Linked DNA regions of Mus musculus: regions 1, 2, 3, 4 and 6 are each linked to region 5. A link is a contact called in public HiChIP or PLAC-seq data. All regions are on one chromosome and are shown on one strand. The core of a region is the stretch at or near the end of the contact, and the rest is flanking DNA. Distances in the headings are between cores, read along the strand shown. Region 1 has its middle 67 kb from the start of Gm39902. Region 2 has its middle 26 kb from the start of Gm46755. Region 3 has its middle 13 kb from the start of Gm39902. Region 4 overlaps Gm14015 (predicted gene 14015). Region 5 holds the start of Mpped2 (metallophosphoesterase domain containing 2). Region 6 has its middle 43 kb from the start of Gm39902.

The links. HiChIP or PLAC-seq counts read pairs in DNA pulled down with a chosen protein or histone mark.
Region 1: an H3K4me3 HiChIP or PLAC-seq map of embryonic limb bud shows a contact between it and region 5, with 3 times the contacts expected there. The contact joins the enhancer-like site here to the promoter of Mpped2 in region 5. A contact is called at or near these places in 5 of 39 promoter capture datasets (cranial neural crest, embryonic stem cells, hippocampal neurons and 2 more), 1 of 484 Hi-C or Micro-C datasets (trophoblast stem cells) and 11 of 115 datasets of contacts at active chromatin or transcription factors (SST interneurons, craniofacial prominence, embryonic basal ganglia and 8 more).
Region 2: an H3K4me3 HiChIP or PLAC-seq map of embryonic basal ganglia shows a contact between it and region 5, with 3 times the contacts expected there. The contact joins the enhancer-like site here to the promoter of Mpped2 in region 5. A contact is called at or near these places in 8 of 39 promoter capture datasets (cranial neural crest, embryonic stem cells, frontonasal cranial neural crest and 4 more), 4 of 484 Hi-C or Micro-C datasets (embryonic fibroblasts, embryonic stem cells and ganglionic eminence), 22 of 115 datasets of contacts at active chromatin or transcription factors (T-cell acute lymphoblastic leukemia, astrocytes, cardiomyocytes and 12 more) and 1 of 9 other capture datasets (embryonic stem cells).
Region 3: a contact with region 5 is called in an H3K4me3 HiChIP or PLAC-seq map of neural progenitor cells, with 18 read pairs. The contact joins the enhancer-like site here to the promoter of Mpped2 in region 5. A contact is called at or near these places in 15 of 39 promoter capture datasets (the HPC-7 cell line, HPC-7-derived erythroid cells, cranial neural crest and 8 more), 64 of 484 Hi-C or Micro-C datasets (brain, cardiomyocytes, cerebellar granule neurons and 35 more), 33 of 115 datasets of contacts at active chromatin or transcription factors (SST interneurons, T-cell acute lymphoblastic leukemia, astrocytes and 16 more) and 2 of 9 other capture datasets (embryonic stem cells and pancreatic islet).
Region 4: an H3K4me3 HiChIP or PLAC-seq map of embryonic forebrain shows a contact between it and region 5, with 3 times the contacts expected there. The contact joins the enhancer-like site here to the promoter of Mpped2 in region 5. A contact is called at or near these places in 4 of 39 promoter capture datasets (cranial neural crest, frontonasal cranial neural crest, hippocampal neurons and 1 more), 2 of 484 Hi-C or Micro-C datasets (both in cortical neurons) and 7 of 115 datasets of contacts at active chromatin or transcription factors (craniofacial prominence, embryonic forebrain, embryonic limb bud and 4 more).
Region 6: an H3K4me3 HiChIP or PLAC-seq map of embryonic limb bud shows a contact between it and region 5, with 2.7 times the contacts expected there. The contact joins the enhancer-like site here to the promoter of Mpped2 in region 5. A contact is called at or near these places in 7 of 39 promoter capture datasets (cranial neural crest, embryonic stem cells, hippocampal neurons and 2 more), 1 of 484 Hi-C or Micro-C datasets (trophoblast stem cells) and 5 of 115 datasets of contacts at active chromatin or transcription factors (T-cell acute lymphoblastic leukemia, embryonic hindbrain, embryonic limb bud and 2 more).

Annotation. Positions count from the first base shown.
Region 1 is chr2:106,886,918-106,890,947 of GRCm38.p6, reverse strand. No RefSeq gene overlaps it. Among named protein-coding and RNA genes, the nearest start is that of Gm39902, 67 kb to the left of the region's middle. Within about 2 kb of position 1,452, at least 18 of the 459 cell types and tissues checked have an H3K27ac peak or open chromatin away from gene starts, as enhancers often do. A contact at or near this core is called in embryonic limb bud, neural progenitor cells and stem cell-derived neural progenitor cells, where this site is marked.
Region 2 is chr2:106,453,292-106,457,459 of GRCm38.p6, reverse strand. No RefSeq gene overlaps it. Among named protein-coding and RNA genes, the nearest start is that of Gm46755, 26 kb to the right of the region's middle. Within about 2 kb of position 2,714, at least 16 of the 459 cell types and tissues checked have an H3K27ac peak or open chromatin away from gene starts, as enhancers often do. A contact at or near this core is called in embryonic basal ganglia, neural progenitor cells, oligodendrocyte precursor cells and 1 more, where this site is marked.
Region 3 is chr2:106,940,556-106,944,265 of GRCm38.p6, reverse strand. No RefSeq gene overlaps it. Among named protein-coding and RNA genes, the nearest start is that of Gm39902, 13 kb to the left of the region's middle. Within about 2 kb of position 1,610, at least 6 of the 459 cell types and tissues checked have an H3K27ac peak or open chromatin away from gene starts, as enhancers often do. A contact at or near this core is called in neural progenitor cells, neural stem cells and stem cell-derived neurons, where this site is marked.
Region 4 is chr2:106,497,957-106,501,663 of GRCm38.p6, reverse strand. The region is part of intron 1 of Gm14015 (predicted gene 14015); the gene reads left to right. Among named protein-coding and RNA genes, the nearest start is that of Gm14015, 23 kb to the left of the region's middle. Within about 2 kb of position 2,238, at least 10 of the 459 cell types and tissues checked have an H3K27ac peak or open chromatin away from gene starts, as enhancers often do. A contact at or near this core is called in embryonic forebrain, where this site is marked.
Region 5 is chr2:106,691,415-106,695,312 of GRCm38.p6, reverse strand. Mpped2 (metallophosphoesterase domain containing 2) reads right to left here and starts at 2,132. Exons shown (of 7, transcript NM_001143683.2): 1 at 1,492-2,132.
Region 6 is chr2:106,910,840-106,914,929 of GRCm38.p6, reverse strand. No RefSeq gene overlaps it. Among named protein-coding and RNA genes, the nearest start is that of Gm39902, 43 kb to the left of the region's middle. Within about 2 kb of position 2,684, at least 3 of the 459 cell types and tissues checked have an H3K27ac peak or open chromatin away from gene starts, as enhancers often do. A contact at or near this core is called in embryonic limb bud, where this site is marked.

The DNA of each region.
Region 1 (4,030 bases), core at 203-2,702, 200 kb before region 5:
TCTTCCACAGTGCTCACAGCCACAAAGCGAACTTGAACTTGGGGCAGGTGCTGAGGTTTATTACTTAGGTCAGCCCCTGCAAGCTCTCTATCACAATGCCTGGAATTGAATCCTGGCTACACCCACACTGCCTATGAAAGGAAAATGAACACAACACCACATACCTCACCTTCTGCCTCTGTAAGATGGAACAACTACTGCATATGTGAAACATTTCAATTGTGTGTGTTCCATGTGGGTTCGTGGTCATTTGCCATTTTGCTTCTTAAGTGTGGCTTTTAATTATCTTTCCAGTGAATTCAGAAGCCAATTGAAAAAGAGGTTGTCTGAGATGAGTTTCATAACATATCTTCATAAACTCTTAAGAAAAGTTCAACCCCCTGTTGAACTACCATTTTGTTGTTGTGAAAAATAGATTGTGTGTGTGTGTGTGTGTGTGTGTGTGTGTGTGTGTGTGTGTGTGTGTAGAGGCCTAAAGAAGGAGTTAAATCCTCTGCCACTGGATTCTTGGGTTTTCAGAAACTTGTCAGGTACCATGTATGTGCTAGGAGCTGCACTCTATCCCTCTGCTGAGCCATCTTTCCAACCTTTGCCCACCAGTTATGTGGTGCTGGCTACGGTGTAAAAAGATCTTCCTTCATCTTGTAGTCAGGGTGACCTGGCTTCTAGTCTGACTCTGGCAGTTACTAGGTATGTGCAATCTTGAGCCGATTACTTACCCAAGCCTCAGTTTCCTCTCCTGTAAAGGACTTGCAATCACATTGAGCATGCAACAGCTCCAAAGGAGCAAATGTGAGGATTAAGGTAACTTGCTTAGAGCCACAGATAAGCAGCAACCAAACACATAGTAGGTCTGTCTCCTCTGCTTTTCAGATGTCTAATTTCCCACTTAGATTCAAATAACAAAGTCAACCACCTTCTCTGAGCCCGGGGAAGGCGAGGGTTGGCTGCCTTCCTTTTTTTTTTTTTTTTTTTTTTCCTTGCTGCTTTGATTCCAGGGTGTTTGCCAGAGGTCACAAAGAATAGAGTTCCTTTCTCTCTGGAAGCCACGTGTGGTTTTCTCTATATTGATTGTTCTTATTGGTCTGTCTCTTTAAGGAAAAGACCCTGACCAGGCTACTCACCCCATCAATACTAAAGACTGTGAATTTTCCAGTTCTACTGAACTCTGTGTGACCCTTGCAGACAATAATTGCTTTAACATAGGGTTAGGCAACAGCAACAAACTTGTCTAAAAATAATCCAGGGCTTAAAATACAACTTAACCTGGGAGATTTAAGTAGGTAAAGGAGATGGCTTCTCTCTGGAATTGCTTCTTGATTAATCACTCCATCTGAGGTCATTGGGAAAAAAAAATGACAGCCTTCAAATAGGGCTTTAAATGTCTCGCTCTCTACTTTTCCATACTGGCAGGAAGCCAGTCCCTGCTGGCTGCTGGTTCTTAAAGGAACATGTTCGCTTGGATTTTCTCCACTGAGGTCTAGGAAAGTGTATAGTCCTGGAGCAGCTAAAGAGATGGGTGAACAGTTCACTCCCTTCACTTCAAGCATGCTTTCTCTCAAGATCACCTCCAGGAGCAGCTGATTCCCAGAGGTATATCCCACTGGTTTATCCCAGTGGAAAGAAAAAAGGTGTCCTGAGACTGGTGTAGATGGCCAGCTCAGGTTGTTTTGCTCCCCAGGACTGAAGACAGATGAATAGGCAGTAATCTGTCACTAGTTTCTTTCCTATCTTCCATTTGGCACCTGCACCTGGGTACCAGCATCCTTTTGGTTTAGGCCTTGTCTCCTCTAAATTCTTCCCAATTACCAGTGCTCTAAATGTTTGCCCCTAGAGTTTGCAACCTCCAATCAGCAGTTGTTTCTCTCTCCAGGTAACCTGAACTACCCTTCCTTCACAACCACACCTACCCTTTCCCTGAAGATCCATGACTGTCTCCTCCCTTGGTTTCCTTGATAAAGGGCAAGCTGATTCTTTCGGGCCACAGCACATGTTGGCCACAGACTCTATGGTTCTTTTATCTGAACTTGGCTTTACTTTCTAGGCTAACATGACTCTTCAATACACAAGACTCTTGGATCGAAATTAGTGTTGGTGCTAAATACAAAAATCTTGTACAGAGAATTATCTTTTTCTAGATCTTATACTAAACCAAGTCTTTACAGTGACAGTTTGATTTGGTGGCTGTACTGATTAGTTGTGGCTGTCAACCCGACTGCTTTGAATAATGTCTTGAAATTGGTCAATAATTTGGCTGGGTATATCGGTGAGTTTCCAGAGGAGAATTTATGTGAGTCCGATAACTGATGTGGAGGACCCGCCCTGAATGTGGGCAGTACCAGCCAGAAGAAGGGCCCTTATGAACAAGAATGGTCAAAGAACAAGACCTTTACTTTCCTGGATGTGTCTTGTTTCTTTGGTGGGTGTTTTTGTATTGCTGTCTCTGGTGGAAACCAGATTCTAGGTATCTCAGCCTTTGAGCAGGGACTCTCCCCGGAGGTTCCCCGGGGGCCTTTCAGGGCTTTCACCTTGGACTGGGCTGCATCACTGGCCTTTCTTGTATTCTGAGGCTTCCTGCTTTTTGGAACAAGCAGCTACCGATTGTTCTGACTTTCCGGCCTACAGACAGCCATTGTGCAAGCCATCATGGGAGCCATCGTGGGAGCTCTCCAACTTCCATGTGCATCTATCTAATAAATCCTCTCTCCTGTATCTTAATGATTCCATCTTTCTGAAGAAGCTTGATGAGGACAGTGGTTTCACATTGTATTTCTTATCAAAAGGATCTGTTGTTAGGTTTCAACAAGGCTGATGAGGCCTGTGTTGAGTTTTGAGTTCCAGCTAACATTGTTTTAGTTCTTTATGTGCCTGCAGATGTAGTGAATGCATTTGCCTGTACATGTGAGTGCTGTGAAGGCCAGAGGTCCACATCAGGTTGTTTTGCTCCATCACTTTCTGTTGCAGTTGCCAATTAATTCTACTCAAATTGTTCCACTGGCAGTGGAGTGTTCCTTGCTACTGGGTTCCTGAATGAAAGACATGCATGCATGCATGCATGCACACACACAAGCATGCACGCACACAACCTTATATTTTAATATGTCTTAAACAGCTCTCTGGCTGCACCACTCCCAAACCTACACGTGGCTAACACCTCCTCTCCTGAGTTATTACTAAAGTCTGTATTCCATGTTTGTTGCCCTAGACCCAGTTGTGGAGGCCCATGGGGCTGCTCTTCCATGGCTCTTCCATATTGTCTGCCTCGCTGTCCTTCCTTCTCAGGAGAGGCAGCTACTCCTTTCCCGGGATGGTGGCTAACTCTCTTCCTCTCCTTCCTCTGTTCCTTGTTCCAGAATCCTAAAAGTCCCACCTCTGTCTCTCTTCTAAGCCGTTGGCCTCTGGCAACTTTACCAATCAAAGCCAACTGGGGGCAGGGACGGTGTCTTACGTGCAGATATGCGAATTCTTCTGCAATTCAGGGGACCCAATTAACATAAGTAGCTTTAGACGAAATCTACAGCAACTTTCCACATTGTTTTTTTTTGTTTTGTTTTGTTTTGTTTTTTGTTTTTTGTTTTTTTTTTTTTTTGAGCCAGAGACTCCTATTGAACTTGGAGCCCACCAATTCAGCTAGGCAGGCTGGCCAGCACACTTTCAGGATATCTCTGCCTTGCCAGGGCTACAATAGATGCACACTGTTGCACTTTGCTCTTCTATGTGGGCTCTGTGGACCTGAATTCAGGCTGTTTACATACCAAAGACTTTACCAACTGAGCCATTTCTGCATCCCCCTCCCAGCCACATCTACAATATTTATCCTCCAGACATTTACAAACATTGTCTTTTGTGTGCGTGTGTGTGTCCATGGTTCAGCCATTCTCCATGACCACCCTGCATATAATGGCAGCAGCACAACCTTCTACTCTTCATCATGCTCACTATAGCCTTTAGCTATTTGACACATTATGCTGCCCCTGCGTATGATGTCAGATCTCACCAGGGCTTATAATGAGAGAGACAATCTCCTTCA
Region 2 (4,168 bases), core at 1,465-3,964, 240 kb after region 5:
AGGGAAGTCATTAAAGGCCTAGAGGAGCATATGGGGACCTTGCCTACCCTACTTCCTGGTCACATGTGAACATTGATGGGTTTCATTTGATTTACAGAGACAACAGCAGTTATCATTAGTTAAGAACTTCACAAAGTGCTAGGCACCACATTAATGACTTTATATACATTACATGACTCTATTCTATTGTTTTTTTATCTTTTTCTTTTTTTTTTTTTTTCGGATAAGGAAACTGATACAGAAAGTCCTGTGAGGAGGCAGTTGTTTCATAACTAAACTTATGATGCAATTGTACTCCAGTCAGACCTTATTTATTAGTGTTATTTTTATTATTATTAATAATAGTAAGATAGAGAACGTATCCCTTTTCAAATCACAGCTGCTAAAAACTATTTGCAGTCCTGAGGAGGATTATTTTTGTAAAGTGACTCTATGTGAGCAGTCTTTTTAGGGTGTAAGAGGTGATGCTTCTGATGGGTAGCTTGAGCTATCCAGTCCTCCAGGGTATTGGAGCTGGTGCTTCTGAAGTGAGGCCCAAGCTATCCACCTGGCAAAGCTGTGCTATTTAGAAAATAGCCAGAGAGTCTCAATAGCCTGGAGAGCCCAAGAAGGGCAATGGGGTTGGGTGAGGGGTGAGATGAGAGGGTATAAAAGGAAGGAAGGTTGGTCAAGAGGTGAGGAAGAGATTAAAAGAAAGGAACTCAAGTTCAAGGCAAGACATCAGAGCCCCAAGGAGAAGAACAGAGACCCGTGCTCCTTATCGGGCTATGAAGACTGAAACCATGTCCTTATAGAGGCCCTACAGGATAGCAGAAGGCAGTGTCATTATGACACTCAAAATGGACCTAGAGCCAACCTGAAAAAACCAACAGGTTAAATTAAATAATAATAATAATATTAAATAATAATAATAAACCCTATGTATATTTAAGCGCGCTAGGAAGAACTCTGCCAGTGAGGTACAGCCCCAACCCCCTTCTCACTTTTTACCTTGAGACAAGGACTCACTAAATTGCATAAACTGGCTCTGAGCTTATGATCCTCCAGCAAAAACGTCTGAAACAGTCAGAGTCTTAGGGTTTTATTGCTGTGAAGAGACACCATGACCCAGGTGACTCTTGTAAAAGAAAACATTTCATTAGAGCTGGCTTACCGTTTAGAGGTTTAGTCCATTGTCATGAATAGAGAGGTAGCTTGGAGTCTTACATCTGCATCAGCAGGCAGCAGGAAGGAGCAGTGAGTCACTAGGTCTGGATTGAACATCTAAGACTAAAGCCTGCTCCAGGTGATGCACTTCCTCCAACAATACCACACCTACTCCAAAGAGGCCACACCTCTAAGTAATGCCACTCCCTATGAGTCTATGGGGGCCAGTTTCATTCAAACCACCACAGCGGGGTGTGGTGTAACAGCTATCAGAAGCTTCTCCTCTTCCAAGCTCTTCATGCTCATTTAATGCTATCAACAATCCATCGGAGAAGTATTCTTTTAGCCTGCTTGCATAGACAAGGAAACTAACATAATAAAGCAAATGAGTAATTGTTCAGAACTACTCAGCTCCAAGTGACCCCAGACTCCATGCTCTTAACTTCTGCATGATCTTAAGAGAAAAGTCCCATGGTCGCTGAGGGGTTGGTGTGAAAGTGAAGATCCAAAGGAAGTAGAACAGATGCTGTACAAGAATCATAAGCCCTTTGAGAACTCCCAAGGTCATCCCAGGATTAAGGATGAGACGGCTTATAATGGGTTGGTCCACTGGCCTGTGAGGTGAGGGCTTGATCCATGCAAATGTAAACAATTAAAAAGGAAAGCCAATTTCAACAGATCTCTGGATGCTCCTCTATTTTAAAAACTCAAAGAGGATACACAAGAGGCTGGCCAAGCCAGTCAGACAGGTTTTGATTTTGTCTGTCTGAACAGTACAGAGAAGATAAAACTTCACATTATTGAACTCGGTTGGTTCATCATAGCTTCTCAGTCTTTTGGCTAAGATCCAGTGTAAACTTGGTTCATTTACATAACACATGCTACTTGGCTTTTTTTTTTTTTTAAGGAGCGGAAAATCTACATAATGGGCATTTTTCTCTTTATTAATTCTCTAAGCTTGGCACTTCATTTACTTTTCACTTACCACAATGGGAAGTCTTTAAATGAAAATGGTGCCCATCAAAGGTAAGAAGTTAAGGCTTGTCACAGAGGAAATGAGACAGTCTAATCAAGGCATTTAATCCTGATCAGGACATCCTGGGTCCTTGGGTCCCTGCCATTTCCCCCTCTTGCCTTTTGTTAGTGATCCACCAAGTGAGTGCTCCTAAAATTCTATTTTATTGACGATCCCTTATCCACACCTACAATCTCCGACTTTCCCAGACGGTTTGATTTTTGTATCTCAAAATAGAAACTGGCTCTGAGGGCTGGGTGTGGGAAAGGCAAAGGTGAACTAAGACTTCTTTAAGACATGCTTGGGCCTTATATCAAGGGTTATTTTGTTCACTCAAGGTTCCTTGCTCTTTGTCCTGAACATGCACTTTGCATCTATAGTCTCTCTCTGAGAATTATCCTCGTAACTAACTACAGGAGGCAGCCAAACTGAGTGTCTGGCATATGTCCCAAGTATTTACAAAGAGAAATCATGTGACCTGAGAAAGATGTGCTTCGTTTAGGTGGCATTGTGCTGAGCCAAACCAGAGCCAAGAGGAGGGAAGAGTCTCAAAGTGAGAAAGGCGCTTTTACAGAGGCTCAGATTGAAACAAAGAAGGCTTTTGGAGTGTCACATCAAGAGCCATGGAATGGTGCCCAGGGCTCCCAAATACTAATTTACTTTTCAGATTGTTTGGGCTTTAATTAGGGAAGCCTTGCCCAAAAGGATTAAAAATCTTGAACTTTGAGAAAGAACGATTTTGCAAGGGCAAGTGGGAAGAAGGCTGAGCTGATGCAGACGACAAAGCAGCCCAGAGCTCGTGTAGTCAAAGATTAGAACTGGAAGCCCTAAAGAGGAGCTGGTAGCTTCATCTACAAGAGACGTTCAGACTAACACTCCATTCAAGTGTGAAAACAACCATCATGAAGAAACATCCTTCTGTGGTTTTAATCTTTCTGTATTAATCAAGAATCTGTGGCCCACATCACCCCTGACTTAAATATTCTAAAGTATCTAAAGTCTAAGCTTTTTTGGATCTAAATTCTATTCATGGGAAAACTCCCAGGCACATTTTACAGCTGTGCCCATGCACTTCCTCTCTCCGAAGAGCTCTCTGAATCTGTGAATGGTTGACCCCGTGTTCTACTGAATCTACTTTCAGACACCTGGGCACATTGTGTTGCAATCATTTTGTAACATGACTGCAAAAGAATGCAAAGAGAAGAAGTGGTGGCTTGGATGAGGATGGGCCCAGAGGCTCAAATGTTTGAAAACTTGGTTCCCAGTTGGGAGAATTGTTTGGGAAGAACTAGGAGGTGTTGGACAAGGCCTGTCACTGTGGATGGGCTTTGAGGTTTCAACAGACTACTGAAATTCCCAGTTTGCTCTTTCTGTGTTCAAGCTGTGAACTCTCAGCTACTGTTCCACATGTCTTGTTGTCTGCTGTCATGCTCTCTTCCATGGCAGCCACTCTCTGAAGCTGTAAGCCCCAAGTAAATGCTTTCTGTCGTAAGTCACCTTGGTCATAATTTTATCACAGCAATAGAAAAGTAATTAAGATAGTATACACACACACACACACATATCCATATATATCCATATATGTGTGTGTGTGTATGTTTTAAGTGATATTAATATTTTAAAGCACCACTGTACTAACCAAATCATTTATGAAACCATTGCTAATAACAAACCATTCTTGATTATTTATACATTCTTTTGTCTACTTAACTTGTAGAAGTAATGAAGAAATTTTATATTTATTATAATCTTGGTTTTCTTTCCAACATATTTGGATCCTAAATAACATACTATGCAATATGTTTGTTTTGAACTTAATATATGTTTCTCTTAAATATTCATCATTTGTATTGATGAATGAATTATGCATTCTCAATGGGGGAGATAGCACCCTCAGGGGGGTGAAAATTAGTTTGAAAACATGGAAAATTATATCCCATTAAGTTTTGTATGTATATGTATATATAGAGAGATATAAAATCAGTTTATAAGTACACAGAGTATAAA
Region 3 (3,710 bases), core at 361-2,860, 250 kb before region 5:
ATCTCCATGAACCTAAGCAAGACAATCCCTCACAGACACGCCCATGTCCCCATGGTGATTCTAACTGCCATCAAGGTGAAAATCAGCATTAAACACCATCTCCATTCATATTTATTTATTTGCTTGTCTCTTTGACTTCTTCTCCCCACGCACCTCTCCCCACCCTCTTCTCCCCCCACCCACCTCTCTCTGCCTCATCCACCAGCATTTCTCGCTATATAAAAAATCATATTTTAGAAAGTTTACTCATCTCTCAACCTAGTTGCTCTCTGTTATCCTTGCTCGGTTATGAATCCTGCCAAGTTAGGGCTGAGTTCTGCATGATGGAACAGTTTCTGATATGCAATAGGCATAACAGTAGTAAAAGCAAAGAGCCAACCCATTCACAGACTTGCCTTACCAAGCATAGTGAGTTCAAAGATAAAGTTGATCACAGCTGTCATTCATTGAGACGCTCATAAGCTAAAAGGCCTGCATATAGTAAGCCTTTAAAAAATGTCTTTATTTAAATCTCTTAACCCATAGGTGGAAAAACATTTTTATTTTATTTCATTTTTCTTTCCTTCTTTCTTTTCTTTTCCCTCTTCTTTCCTTCCTTCCGTCCTTTCTTTTTGCACTTAAGGTTAAATATTCAGTGTGTTTGACTATAACTTCACTCGAAGTTACGGTTATAGATGAGTGAGACACACAGGCGTCTACCGCTCCCACAAACCCTCAAGGGCTACGGGTTAGGTATGAAGCTGCTTTTCCCCAGAGCCCCCTCTTCATCTTCAAAGCCCAGTGGAAGAATATGGCACTGGAGCCTGGACAAATGGCAATGGGACATTTGCCCCAGTGGGAAATGCAGGAATGTGTTCCCTCCTGCCAGGCTGTGGGGTGAAGGGGTGGACCGGGTGTCCCTGCTCTGGGCCTTCAGCTGAATTTTGCTGGAGCGGCAGAATCTCACAACCCCAGTTCCGAGTCTACCTCGGAGCCTAGCAGCTGTCAGGGATCCTATTTACTTTTTATAAATCTAACAAATGAACAATAAATAAATGATGACTCTTCTGCCTCACAGAATCCAGCAAGGGCAGGACCCAGCCAGGTACAAGGGAAGCTCAACTCTCCTCAGCATGCAGAAATGAATTCTAAACAGCCAACGCCAAACTCCAAGTTCTTCAGCCCGTGAAGTTGCTTCATATTTTACACATTATAAAACTATTCCCTTCTCTAGTATTCTGGAATAAAAGTAAAATTCTCCGCCTACTCATTCCATGAATTAAAATTAAAAAAACAAAACAAAACAAAACATTTTTGAAAGGTCTTGTCACTTACAATGCTATCCATGTCCTTTGACCAGGAAGAGTTAGAGAAAAACTTGAGGATTGATCTGAGGGCCACAGAGCCCAGGTTCCATTAAAGTGTATTAATGCCAAGGTCTGTGCAATTAGTGAAAAGCCAATTCCCATTACTAGTTAACACTATTGAATATCTGCTTTCTTTAATAAAAAGCCATGTCCAGTACAAAGAGAATAAATCAATAGGTTGGCTGCATTTAGATCTATTCTACCTTCTGCTAAAACATGCAGAGAGCTCCCTGTCAGAGCTGCCCTGTGTGTCTGCCAAGCTCAGCCTGAACTGGCAGCCCGCCCTGACTTGTTTGCCTGAGATCTTTCATTAATGCCCAAGCTCAGCTCTCAGTCCTCACATCCAGAAAGTTAAGATTTACACTGTGCCTAAAATTCCTTCATTTTAGCTTATTCCTTAATTTGCCCCTGCTTTGTTCAAAAAACAAAAAACAAAAACAAACAAAAAACCAAAACACCAAAAGCTACTATAGCCATACTTCTGGATCCCAGGGTGTGCCAGGTATCAGGCCTTCCTCCTAGACAGAAAATGTCAGGGACGAAATTGCTGCTTAGAAGGAACAAATTGCTACAGCTTGAGAGAATCTCCCAGAAATACTTGCACTTTTGTAGATGGCTATTCTGCTTGAGACTGGTTTGGGAAGCACCTGGAATATTCCAGACTCTTCAAAACCCACAAGACACTGGAACAGTGAAGTGTTCAAGCCTCTAGGGCCCGCATGAGAACACCAGGCTCCTCCTTGCTCCGGAGGCAGTGTCTCTGCAGCTAAGCGGTCTTTGCGGCTAAGTATTCTGCAAGAGGGGGAAGCATGCTTTCCGCTGTATCCTTATTCTACCGCTTGGACTAAAGAGTAAAAGGAGATTTGGAATCTACTGTCACATGGAACTGGAAAATAGCATTTCTACTAAAGTAAGTTTCTTTTCTCAAGTCATTGTGTGTATAAGGATGTTTCATCTTTCACAGAGAAAAAAAAAGAACATTAATGTAAATTTAAGTTTACAGTTCAGAATCAGTTGGTGCTCTTTTGTACTCCTCTGGCCTATCTGTTGGTCACAGTCTAGACCCCAGCTCCCTTCTCTGAAAGCACATCTGGTGGGCTGGGTCATGGTATCTGTAGAATAGGGGGTAGAATTGTGTTTCTCTTTGAATTTAGTAAATTGGTATAGATTTTTCTAGGTCTTTTTTTTTTCAATCATTTCAAGTCTAATATTTTCCCTCCCAAGCAAGTAGATATATCTAAGCAAACAATGCTAAACCCATTTCTGCTCATGGCTGCTTCTAGATCCTTCCATGCCACGTTCCATGACTGTGTCTAGTTTGTAACTGAATGTGATCACAAAGCAGATTCCGCACTGTGAAGCCAACACAGGATTGCTGTTTTGGTGCGGATATTTCCCAGAGCCACTGAGATCATCTTCTGTCTCCTGAAAACTGGGTGGCAGGGAAGAGGCGTAGTGGTAGGGGGTGTCTACCAGCTTCAGTTTATGAAGGCCCTCTCTTTATGAAGGCCATCAGCAGTGACCAAATCCCTGTTTAGAAATGGGGCTCACAAGCAAAGTGCTCCCACACTCAAGAAGTGAGCCCAAGATGAAGTGCAGTGAAGAATCCCAGGAAATAAATAAACACGGCCTCCTCCTCAAGCAATCTGCCTGTGGGATGTTTACATAGAGAAACTGCCTTTGAGGGGCTGGTGGTTGCCTGTGGTCTTTTAACAAACCCTGCTGTGTATCTCTGAAATGAATAGCAGGAGGCAGAAATGGATGAATCATATTTTCAAAACATAAAGAGTTGTTTTTGAAACCTTGAAATTTAAAAAAGAAAATCACTTCAAAAGCTGCAAATCTCACACACTCTGCGGCCACTCCCTCTCACCTTTCAAGATCGCACCGGGAAATTTTCCACTGCAGGAGCTCTAGAGAAACCCGGCTTTGCAGGAGCGCCAAGATGCCAAGCGGGAGCTGGTAGAACAGAATGCGCTGCACCCTCATCTTTGAATTCAAGTGCATGTTAAACATTTTTATATAAAATTGAATTTGATCATCAAGTTCACATGAGGGAGGAAAACACTCCAATGCCTGTTTATACTTGTTGACAAGCTTACTAGATACACCTGAAAGCTGAGTTGTCAACTTTTATGACTCTCTATAAACAGCTGCCACCAATAGAGTCTCATCAAAGACAGTCAACCTGGTGATTGCCTAGAAGAAAGAGAAACTTGGGTCAGTGAATTCTCTAATCTCTCACTATCCGTTGGAACAAGCTATAAGAGAAAGCCCTCAAGCCTTCTGGTACTTCTGTTCTTTTTAATAACCATCTTAGCTTCTTTCCCTCTAATATTTCATTTTTTCCAGTCATTCAATGGA
Region 4 (3,707 bases), core at 989-3,488, 190 kb after region 5:
CACACCAAAGCTACTAACTCAGAAGGCTGTTTCTATCTCATGAGCACAAGTAATTGTCACAGGAGGTTAAACTTAGGGAAAGTAGATTTTTTTAAAACTAAGAACTGCATAGTGAATACAAAGAGCATGCTAATAAATGAAGACCAGCATCAGCTCATAGATGGGGGAAAGGCGGGAAAGAATTCAAAGTTTCAAGTAGGAAGAAAAGAGGTGTAAACAAAAAGATAGAGATGGGAAATCAGAAAACGATTCGACCCTTTCTTATCAAAAGTGGGGTCCAAGGACTAGAAGTATTGACTTGAGAGCTTTCTAGAAATAAAGTGGTGTGTTGGCAAACTTTCTTCTAAATATTTATGTTTCTATCTATATACAGTGCTTCATGTTTCTGCCACCACACTTTTCTTGTCGTGACGAACAATACCCTTAAATTATGAGGAAATAAAGATAGACATAGAAACAGGAAGAGAACCAGTATGAACCACCATGCCCGGTAGTTCAGCTGCCCGGAGCTCCAACTTCAGGGGGATCAAAAGTCCTCCCTGCCTCCCTCCCCTACCTGCACATACATATCAATAAAAATAAAATACATCTTCAAAAATGTTCTTTGAGCGATTCAAATACATACTTAGTGTAGAAACCAGTTGATATCCAGCAGGACAGGTAGCCAGAGAAAGACTTGAGAGAGTGAGGCTGATAAAACCAGAAGAGAATATGGAAGGCTAAAGGCTGAACCCTTCAAAGGGGAATCTCCCCAGGCATCCCCAGCAGCTGGGCATTTGAATGTCCCTATAGGTCAGGGTGCAGGGATTCCTTATTTTTCTTAACCACATGTTAGGCCACAATATTACAGATGAGAAATGTCTGAACAAGGACTAGGCCAAATGGTTTTTAATTCCCCAACAGCAAAACCCTGTTAGTACCTTGCCCTGTGTCAGCAAAATAATTGTGGTTCAAGTGAATGTAAAACACTTCCATTCAATCTTCTCCCTCCTCCCTAAGGCAAATGCTTTCTTATCATGGAGAAACAGTACTCCACAAAGTGTCAGCCTGCATCAAGAGACTTGAAGAAGAATTATAAAGCCAGGCTAAATCAAGGCCTCAGCTGGGAATGTAAAATCCTCCCGCAGGTGAGCTTTCAGTAGCCCCCTCCCTGCCGGGAGCCTTGGCTGATGCTACTGTGTAAATTCTGAGAGAGAATAAGCTACATTTCTCTAGGAAAAAGAATATATATATATATATATATATATATATATATATATACATATATATATATGTATATGTATACATGTGTGTATGAGTGTGTGTGTGTGTGTGTGTGTGTGTATTTGTTGCAAGAAGCAGAGGCTGTTACCAGTGAATCTAGTGTAAAAAAATAATGTGTTAGCTAAAAAGATCTTTGGTGGCTCAAAAAATCAAGAAAATGTCAGAGAATTCTTGAGGAGAGCCAAAGCCACCCTTTGGGATAGGAGCTGGAAAAGGAATCAGCTCTGGCTTGTTTCTACCTAACTCCCATCGTCCTTGAGCCAGTTCTGAGATCAAGCATTTGATTGGCCATTGGACACTTAAGGACCTTAGTCAATGGATCCACCTTGGTCAATAATTTGTCAAAGTCCAACAGAGATTCCATTGCAACAGACAAAGAAATAAAACAAAGACAAAGACAAAGACAAAAAAAGAAAAGAAAAGGAGAGCTGCTAGGAGGGGTGAAAGAAACCTACAGTTGCATACTTAATGTATTTTTAAAACTATACATGAAAAGACTACTAAAGTTGGCTGCACACAGCCACACACTGATAAAGGGGCCAGCATGCACAGTTTCTTACACAGTTAAAAAAAAAAAGCCTCATAGGGTCTTAAGTGCTGGGTCAGGAAAAAGCTTTAAGACACACCCACTGTGTGACTGGGATAGGAAACTGAATAATTTCCCAGCCTATTCCTATTCATGTTTAATGTTATTCATGAAAACCATACAATTAGACAAGAATCCAAGCAAGCTGCCGCTTGATCGTTCAGCCTGTGGCTGTGAAAGTGAGTGCTTTTAATTTCCCTGAAGACCTTCTGTATGCATCAGGGTTGCTCTTTTAAAGATGAGTAATAACAGTTTCTCACATCTGTCCAGCAGTTGTTATCCAAAAAAAAAAAAAAAAAAAAAAAGAAGCCCCCTGGCAAGGCCTGCCCTCTGCTCAGGAGATTCTGATTCAAGAAGTATAGACTGGGGTCAGGCAACTGCTGTTTTGGCCAAGAGCTTATACATAGCTAGTCAGAATGCCTGTGCTCTGACCAGTATAGTTATGGTGCTCACACTCAAGATTTGTGGCCACCAGGAAGTCGAGCTGAGAGTTGGTGAGATCTCAAGGAGCATTGAACAGGAGGTGTTGGGAAGTGGAAGTCCCTTGTTGCCAGCAGTACTTAAATCCTATGCTTTCAAGGATCTTGCATGTTAACCAAAACCTGTTTGCTGGAAAAATTCTGATCTACTGGTTTCTTGAGGATTTAAGTGTGACTTATGTGAAAACAGGATTTATCTTACTCCATGAGATACCAAGATTTTACTATTTTCTTTAATTAATTTTTTATTCCTTTAAATTTCAAATGATGTCTCCCTTCCCAGTTACCCCTCCACAACCCCCCATCCCATCCTCCCTTTTCCTCCCTCCCCTTTGCCTCAATGAGGAAGCTCCTCCACCCACTCTTGCCCACTAGCACTCCCCCAGGACCCCCCCTACTCTGGGTTATCAAACCTCCACAGGAACAAGGGCCTCCCCTCCCATTGATGTCAGATAAGGCCATCCTCAGCTACATTTGTATCAAGAGCCATTACCACTCTTTATTGAATAAAAATTAAGGGAAAATTAGAGTGACTCATCCCATGCTTCATAGTAGCTGCTGAATTTGAACATAAATCTGCTAAGTTATAAACTGAAGTACTTTTAGATACACTCAAGGGTTTACCAGGTTTTTGTTTTGTTTTTCTTTTATTCCTGTCTGTACTGTGATCTGCATAAAGAACGTTCTTTTCAAATGTGATTATGTCTACTCAATCACAAACAGGACAGGAAGAAAAGCCGTGCTGTAATTATTTACATATGTGAGCAGTATGCAAAGCAAGAAGCCGCCTTAGGATTTCACAATAGGTGACCCAGCTTGGCACTACGGGGAATTACTACTGTAGGTCTCTTTAAGACTGACCCTGTTTGTTTAGGTTTCTTCATGACTGTCAGATGATGACTCTGAAACAGTAGCTTTGGTGTAGATTCTCAGTTCCTTAGTGAAACAAAAACTGAATTCCTTGCAACAGTTAGAAAGTTTAATTATTGATCATGGTCAAAGCCTCTGGTAGAGATTAAAACAGTGACTTTTAAATAAGGTGGCTATTTCAGGGCAAGCTTTGAAAGGGCTTGGCAGAGTCCTTTCAGTAATTGGGAATTCTGGTCCTGTACCTTACACAAAGCATTGCTGGATCCTGTCATGTTGGAGTTAGAAAACAGAGGATGGATAAGAAGTTGGCTAGGGAACTTCTGGTATCCACTAAACAGGAATTAGTTTAGGGAGTCTGATATGACCCAACCTAACTTAAAAAGTGATCGACAAGCATCTGCTATCTTTGGGAGTTCAGCTGTGTGCCACGCTGGCCCCCTGAGAAAGATTTTCCCAGCAGGGCTGGCATACATCCTGGCACAGAGAGGTTTGGGTAGGAAGTAGAGATT
Region 5 (3,898 bases), core at 883-3,382:
GGCAGCACGAAGGACAGTAGACTTTCTCCCCCAGGGTCGGTTAAGCATTTTCCCCCACCTTCCTCTCTCCCAGCGGGACACCGACTGAAGACCGCCGTAGAAAACGGGCTCTGACGTCGCTGCCATCCTCGGTGGGGCATCTTAACCCCAGGTCTGGGACGGAAGCCTCCGAAGCGCACTGGCATCTCCGAGCATACAGACCAGAGCCCGAGTCCGTACCCTAAGCAGCTGCCTCTTTGCTCTGAGTCCCGGAGCTGCCAGGCTCCTCCCGGGAACAGTTGGGAAGGGAAGAGATCCAGCCAGCCATCGGGCTGGAGGAGAATGTGGAGGCCACCGCCTTGCCCCCTCTTTGGAAGTCTTTCCCTTCCAGTTAAAGTTGTGTGTTTTTCCCAGCCTGACCTGTTAGTGTCTTTACCATCACAAATCAATTACACATTTTTCATGACCCGCATTCACTCTTAATTCCGGGTGTGTTGTGGGGTGCGCTATAAATCAACCCCACTGCTTATCTTTCCGTGCTCTTTTCTTGCTGGGGGATTTCAATGCCCTCTCGAACCTCTAGGTTAAAAAAAAAAAAATGCTCCCTTCACCTCCTAGGCCGCAAAAGCCCGAAATTCAAAAGATTTTAAAAGAGAATCTTGCCACATGTAAATGTAAATAGGGTTGGGGGGTAAAGGGGGAGATCCACACAACTACTGCTTAGGTAGAAAAGAAACTGGGCGGCTACGGTTACTTTTCCACGCTGCCGTACCCCGCCTCCCAGCCCTCTCGCTCGGCAGGCAGCAATCGCCGAGACCGGAGAGTAAGGTCCGGGCGCGGGGGCTGGCGGAGAGCTCCGCGCTGGAGCGCTGCGCGCGCGGGCGGCCGGAGCACAAAGCTGCACCGAGCCGTCCGGCCACTGCACCTGGCCCCGGGCCGCCGCGGGCGCACAGGGCTCGGGCCAACACAATGCACCCGGGCCTAGGCCGGGGCAGCTGCGGCGCACGACCCTGGGACTTTCTAGTAAACAGATCTCGGACTCCCGGGCCCCACCCCCATCCCTTGCCCCGGGGCTTTGCCGCAGGCTTTCGCGGACAACCCCCTCCCCCTGCCGCCACCACCTTCCTGAGAAACCCGGCGGAGGAGGGGGCAGGGAGGTGGGGACCCCGAGAGGTCCGTGGCCGAGGGCTGGGGGGAAGGGAGAACAGGGGGCGAGATGGGGAGTGGGAAGAAGGACAGCTACGTAAAGAAATTCGCTCTCGCTTGTTGGGGGCTTCGGGGGAGACAAATCTGCTCTCCCCGGGTCCTCGAGTGTTCAGTCGGCCAACCTCAGGGTCGGCGGGGCCGCCGCGCTCCGCAGCCCCCGCGCCCTCGCACGCGCCTCTGACAAGGCACCTCTCACCCGGGCTCCGCTTTGTGTGTGCATTTTTTTTTCCCCTTCCTCTCGCGCCCGGCACCGGCCGCCTCCTCCCCCCTCCCCCGCCCTCCGCCTCCCTTCCCCGGGCGGATTACCTTTCCCGGGCTGCGCTCCGGGTCCCCGGGATGCCTTCAGCGCCCGGTGTGCGGGCGAGCCATCGCCAAGCAACCCGAGCCGGCTTGGAGCAGCGCTGGGGGCGGCAGGGGCGAGGGGCGCGGGCGGGCCAGAACCTTCGACCCCGGAGGTCCCCGCCGCCGATCCAGGGCCTGGGAGGGCAGCACAGGGGCGCGGTGCGAGCGGGACGCGGGGTCGCTGCGTGGGGAGGTGGAGAGGACCGGAGCAGCCTCGATCTGGGAAGAGAAGGAGCGAGGGGGCGAGGAGAGGCAGCGAGGGCGCGGCGAGCGAAGGGAGCGCGAGCGGTGCAGTGACAGGGACTGCCACTGGGGTCAAAGGAGCACAGCTCCAGGAAGCAGGGCCGCCCAGGCGCCGCTTGCTGTGAGCTCCCCGCTGGGACCCCGCGCCCTGCACGCCCCTGCCGTAGTTCCGGCCCACTCGAACCCCCCACCCACGCCCCGAGGCCGCGGGGTTTCCAGGAGAGGAGGGAGAGCGGAGGGCGAGGCCCGCAGGCTGCTGGTGCTCCCTGGGTCAAGCAGGCGGCAGGAAGCTGAGCTGCAAGTTCACCATCGTGTGTGATCAGCGTTAAAATGATAGGGGTCGGGGAGATGGGGGCGGGCCACTGAGCGCCAGGAAAATAAGGGAGCCCCCCAGATGGTCGTCTTCTGCAAAGAGAACACCAAGCCCCCGCCCCCCACTCATGAACCTGCCAGGCTCTGTCAGAGGTCCTGGCACAGCTCCAAAGCGCAGAACTCGCTGCAGGGGCAGGAGGAGCGACTGGGGCACTAAGATCTCACAAGAGGGGCGACCCCAGGGTCCCTCCACACTGCTGAACTGAGACTTTCCTATGGGGTATCAAGGCTTCCCTCTCCTAAACCCTCTCATAGAGCCAGAGGCACACACACCCCACTTTGGCTCTGTAATGTTGTTCCTGAGAAAGAAAAGGCCAACCCAGCTGGTGTTTTTTCACCTTCAAGAATTAAGACAGGTTCAGGATAAGAAGGTGAAGTCAGGCAAAGGCTTTAATTGTTTCCGCACCCACACCCCCGCGCCCCTTTGAATCACATTCTCCCTTTCCCAAAGACACGCTCTTCAAATAAATAAATAAATAAATAAATCGAAGTTACTCCAATTTTCTCTGCTACTTTGGAAACCTGGCGGGGAAGGGGAGCGGAACACTAGGATTTGTATGCAAAAGGAGGGCGGGGTAAGGATAGGAAAAGCCGCTGAAATGGTGGGACAGACGGCTTTTTAGAAAACTTGGTTGGCACGGCTGTCTGAAAGATGAGGTGGCCCTGTGATGTTATGCCACTGTCAGAGCCGAAGGATTTGGACGGCGACCAGATCTAATTCCTTTCTAGGAGTCAGATTCAAAAAAAAAAAAAAAAAAAAAAAAAAAAAAAGAAGAAGAAGAAGAAAGAAGAAAAGAAAAGAAAATCTGCATTCTCCGAAGGGAACACCAATGTATGTGCACGAGAGTGAAACCTGTGCTTTGTATACTACATGACAACTGACTAGACGTCCTGGCTGAAATTATATCCCCTAAAATTAAAAAGGAGCCGTTTCAACCTGGCCTGTAGCCTCTGTGCTGAGACTAATTGGTTTCCAAGGTCTGGAAAGGAAGGGAGAGAGGCAGAAGGAGCCCCTTATTTAAAGAAAAAAAAAAAAAAGATCAAACGGAATTCGCTTGAAAATATTTCCCTTTTACAATGGACTTTCCTGACACTTGAATTTTAAGTAGTCCATCTCTTCTGCTCAGGATGCAGAAATGAAGGGGAAATGGGCTTACTGATGTACTTTCATTGTATAGTGTGCCCAGAGTGTCAGTGCTTGCCTGATGGGCTGAGGGGAAAGGACAGTGCCTTCTCTGGCCAAGCACAAATCACAGCAAGTGACACTGACATTAAAGGATGCCAAAGATGAGGTGAAGGGGCAGTTTCATATTTTGCTGTCTTTTGGTTTTCAGCCCAACCATGAACACTGACTAGAAACTTGTTCTTTTAAGTTATTAGATTTTGTCTCCCAGAAGAGTTAGCAATACACTCCTCTTTTGTAAACAGTTTGAATTTTAAGACTAATTAGACTGATTTGATCAGTCTAATATCACTGTGCACTAACCCCCCCCCCCCACACACACACACACTGAATCGTTACTTGAAACAGTCATACTAATTTAATATGGTTTGAGATCTAAATATGGGCACACTGACTATAAATAACAATGTGCTCTGTTTTACAGGCACATTTTAAAGGATATTTAATGTGATTAAAAATCAAGTGTGTGGTTCTTTACAAAGTTGGTGGGAATTTGTATCATTTTTTGAGTAGGAGAAACTGAGGAAAATAATATTTAAAACAAAATTTCAATATAAGAAGAAAACCAAACTT
Region 6 (4,090 bases), core at 1,435-3,934, 220 kb before region 5:
TGCCTCTGCCTCCTGAGTACTGAGACTAAAGGGGAGTGCCACCACCGCCCAGCGGGATAGACAGTTTTCTACAGAAAATTCTTTCAAATCTTTCATTGAAAGTTAATTGAAAACAAAAACAAACAAACAAAAACTTAAAAGGGCTTCCCCAAATTTCACAAAATGCTAATAATAATTTATTGATAATACCTATCAGAACTCATATAGTTGAAAAATAACATTTACATTTTTAAAAGTAAAAGGTAATTTTGGATGATAAAGAGAAGATGGAGAGATAGTAAGATAGCTTAAAGGACAAAAAAAGAAAGAAAGAAAGAAAGAAAGAAAGAAAGAAAGAAAGGACTTGTCACCAAGCCTTGTCACCAAGCCTGATGGCTTTTGTGTTGAAAGGAGAGTTCCATCTCCCAAAATTTGTCCTCTGAACTCCACATGTGTGCTGTGGCACATACATGTACTGATCACTTCCCAAACACACAAGCAATAAATAAATAAAATTTTCAAAAGTGAATTTTTTCCTTTTTTCTTAGAAAAACATAAATCATTTTCTTTTTTCTTTTTTCTTAATGATTTTGGATTTTAACTTTGTTTTTATTGAGCCTGATAAAATACAGCTATCAGATTGTTCCTCAGTTATGTGTTTTTTGTTTGTTTGTTTGTTTGTTTGTTTCGAGACAGGGTTTCTCTGTATAGCCCTGGCTGTCCTGGAACTCACTTTGTAGACCAGGCTGGCCTCGAACTCAGAAATCTACCTGCCTCTGCCTCCCGAGTGCTGGGATTAAAGGCATGTGCCACCACACCCGGCGCATGTTATTTTAATAAAATAAATTAAATTTAGGTTTAATGGCTAGTGACTCCTTCAAAAGTAATGTCAAACTCGCAATGCGGGCCCTGCTTGTTCATTTTCTTGTGCAGACAGAACTCAAGGAACATCCTCTACAGTTACAGGAACAACCAAGCAAAAAACATACAGGTAATGACAGGCTTTTATGAAAATGAATTCAGGTTTAGGACAAACTTGCTCTTTCTTGGCCCTGGTTCTTAGAGAGAGGAGTGGCTGCTCCTGTCTACCATAAAAACCAGTGTAGAGCCTACTTTATAGGCGTGAACAAGCAGTTTGTGTGTGAGTCCTGTGTCGTGTGCTCTCAGTACAAGGGGAGGGTAAGATGGCATCTCCCTGGAGATCTTCACAACTGCACACACCTGTTGACTTGAGACACTGGAAGGAACTCAATAGCCACCCTCACAGCCATAAAGTCTACCCTATGGTACAGCACCAATATGACCAAATATGTTCTCACTACACAGTTGCATACATTCCAAGGCTCAACAACTATATTAGAGATGGTCACTGCAGGGGACCCTTCTACAGGGCTAGCGATGTCTTGGCAAGAGAAAAACAAAAACAAAAACAAAAACCAGATCTGCTGCTTTATGAGCAGCTGCAAGTTTACTGTTGCTTAAGGAAGAAAGTCACAAAAGAAAGATGGCAGTCAGGTTTCATTTAAAGCACTCATTTAAAACAGCTGGACCACATAGCTGGTCCCTGAGAAAGAAACTGGAGGTACAACTGAGAGCTCAACTCTAAATGTCCTGATTCCATGGACTTGGTGATCTCTCTTCCCTTCACCAGGACAGGGAAAGTGAATCATGAAGAGACCAAGGGGATTCACTATTGCACTCGCATCCTGGTACCGTGTCACCTCAGGTCAGTGACAGTTGCATTTGCACCATGCCTTGGAAAGATGACTGCAGAGCCCAAATGAAGGCATCAGCACTGACTAGGGTTCTGATGACTCTACTCCAGAAAGGTGCATGAAGAGGTCTCCTAGCTCCATCACATCCACATCATCAGTGCTGGGGGCTTGCTGGGTTTCTCCGTTTGCCATCTGCAAATACTTGGCCAAGTCATGCGAAAACAGGCACTGGCTGCCTTCACCACTTACACCATGCATAAAATACCTGTGGGTGACCTGCTTGGTGCCCATGGCAGTGGGTCCACGGGCTGGAGTCGCACTGAAATCTCAGAGCTGCCAGTGCCCTGGCCCAGCCTGGCCCTGTCCCCAACAAATCATTTTCAAATGAATGTTTAGAACTGAAGGATGTAAGAAATGAAAAAAAGTAATAAAGACTCATTCTGGACCATTCATTGATAAAATAATTATTATTGTTTTAGATTCTCTAATGCTTGGATTGTCAGCTTTTTAAAAAAAATGTTTGATTTCTTGTAATTTATTTTCTTTATCAGATTTTACTTTTGGGGTGGGGTTTGTTTTAGAATTTTGTATCATTTTCTTATAGGTAGCCTCTGAAGCTCGATGAACTTAGTCTCTATAGAACTTGGACATGTTTCATTGGCGGAGGCATGGGTTGGATATTTTCAGAATGCTTTTGTTGAGAGGTAGTTAGATTTGTTTCTCATGGTACCAGAAGCTACATCTATAACTAACAATAGAAATTTCAGAGTAACCACTTTCAGATCAATTTAAGAAAAAAAATCATATTCTGATCCTTTCAAACAAGAAGAGAGAAGTCAGGGTGTACAGTGAGGTCCGGGAGAGTAGACCTGTTAGATCTGTCACAGTAAAAACTCCAGGGTCACAAATCCAGCCACTAGGCCCTCACTTACAGAGCCAATTGGGGTGTAATGAGCTACAGATGTATTCTGGTGCAGTCTGCTTCTCCCTGTCTTAAGACTTGAGCTGTTCTCAACCTCGCTCCTGCAGTAGAATCTAAGGGAGGGGCTTGAAAGGACTGGGAATAATAAGGACAGCCAACTTTTCATGAAGAGGAGCTGAGGGCTCAGAAGAGCAATGGTTTCATGGCATCCTCTGCAGTGAAGCAAGAATCCACAGCAGGCATTGAGTAGAAAGACTGCAAAGACCTAATCACATCCTGCGGCTCAGCCCCCTCTAACGCTTTGATATTAACCTTTCCAGGGGTCGCTTCCCCAGTGTAAGCCCAACATGCCACCCGGAAAATGTAACCGAGCATCAGTTTTACTCTGGCCTAACTGTTTTAAATGTCCTTGAACTGCATTTTCTACAGCAGGCGTAATTTTATGGGTTGTGGATTACACTTACTGCTCAGCACTTCTCGCTCAACCCCAGACAATTGCAAACCTACTGAGTTGTTAACTCACATGGTCAGCATTAATGCCCGGGACTAGTTACACCCAATGACTGTAGCACACTGTGATTGACACCTGCCCTCTGAGCTTCCCAGCGGAATCAGCACTCTGCTCTTGCTTTTCACCCAGCCAAACCCCGGGAGCAATGGCGGGATAATGACTTGTGCTAACTGTGCTTGTCTTTGGAACAGTTCACATTGCTATCCCAATCTGACTACCTCCCTCTGACTACCCTCCGAGAGCTGGCTAGTATTTTGTCAAGTTGACACAACAGAAATCATCAGAGAGAAGGATGCCTCACTTGAGAAAATGTCTCCCTAAGATCTGTCTGCAGGCAAACCTGTAGAGTATTTTCATAATTAGTGATTGCTTTGAGAGGGCAGAGTTTCAGGGTGGGGCCTCCTCTGGGTTGGTAGTTCTGGTTTCTATTTTAAAAGAAAAAGCAGGCAAAGCAAGCCATGAAGGACAAGCCAGTTTGCAGTGTTCCTCCACGGCCTCAGCATCAGCTCCTGCCTCCAGGTGCTTGCCCTGTTTGAGTTCCTCATTTTCTTCAATGATGATCAGTGATGTAGAAGCTTAAGCCAAATAAACAATTTCTTCCCCACACCATCCTTATCATGGGAAATTGAATTGGGAAGCTGTGGGTGTGTGTGGCTACACTCTCCATTACACAGGCAGGTTACAGAAGCCGACAGCAAATCTCTTGCTTCCTCAAAGTCACACTGAATCAGCAGGCTAACCCATTTCATGTTTTCTTTTTTCTTTCTTTCTTTCTTTCTTTCTTTCTTTCTTTCTTTCTTTCTTTCTTTCTTTCTTTCTTTCTTCCTTCCTTCCTTCCTTCCTTCCTTCCTTCCTCCCTCCCTCCCTTCCTTCCTTCCTTTCTTTCTTTTGTTGTTGTTTTTGTTTTTTGGGGGTTTTTTTTTGTTTTGTTTTTTTTTTCAAGACAGGGTTTCTCTGTGTAGT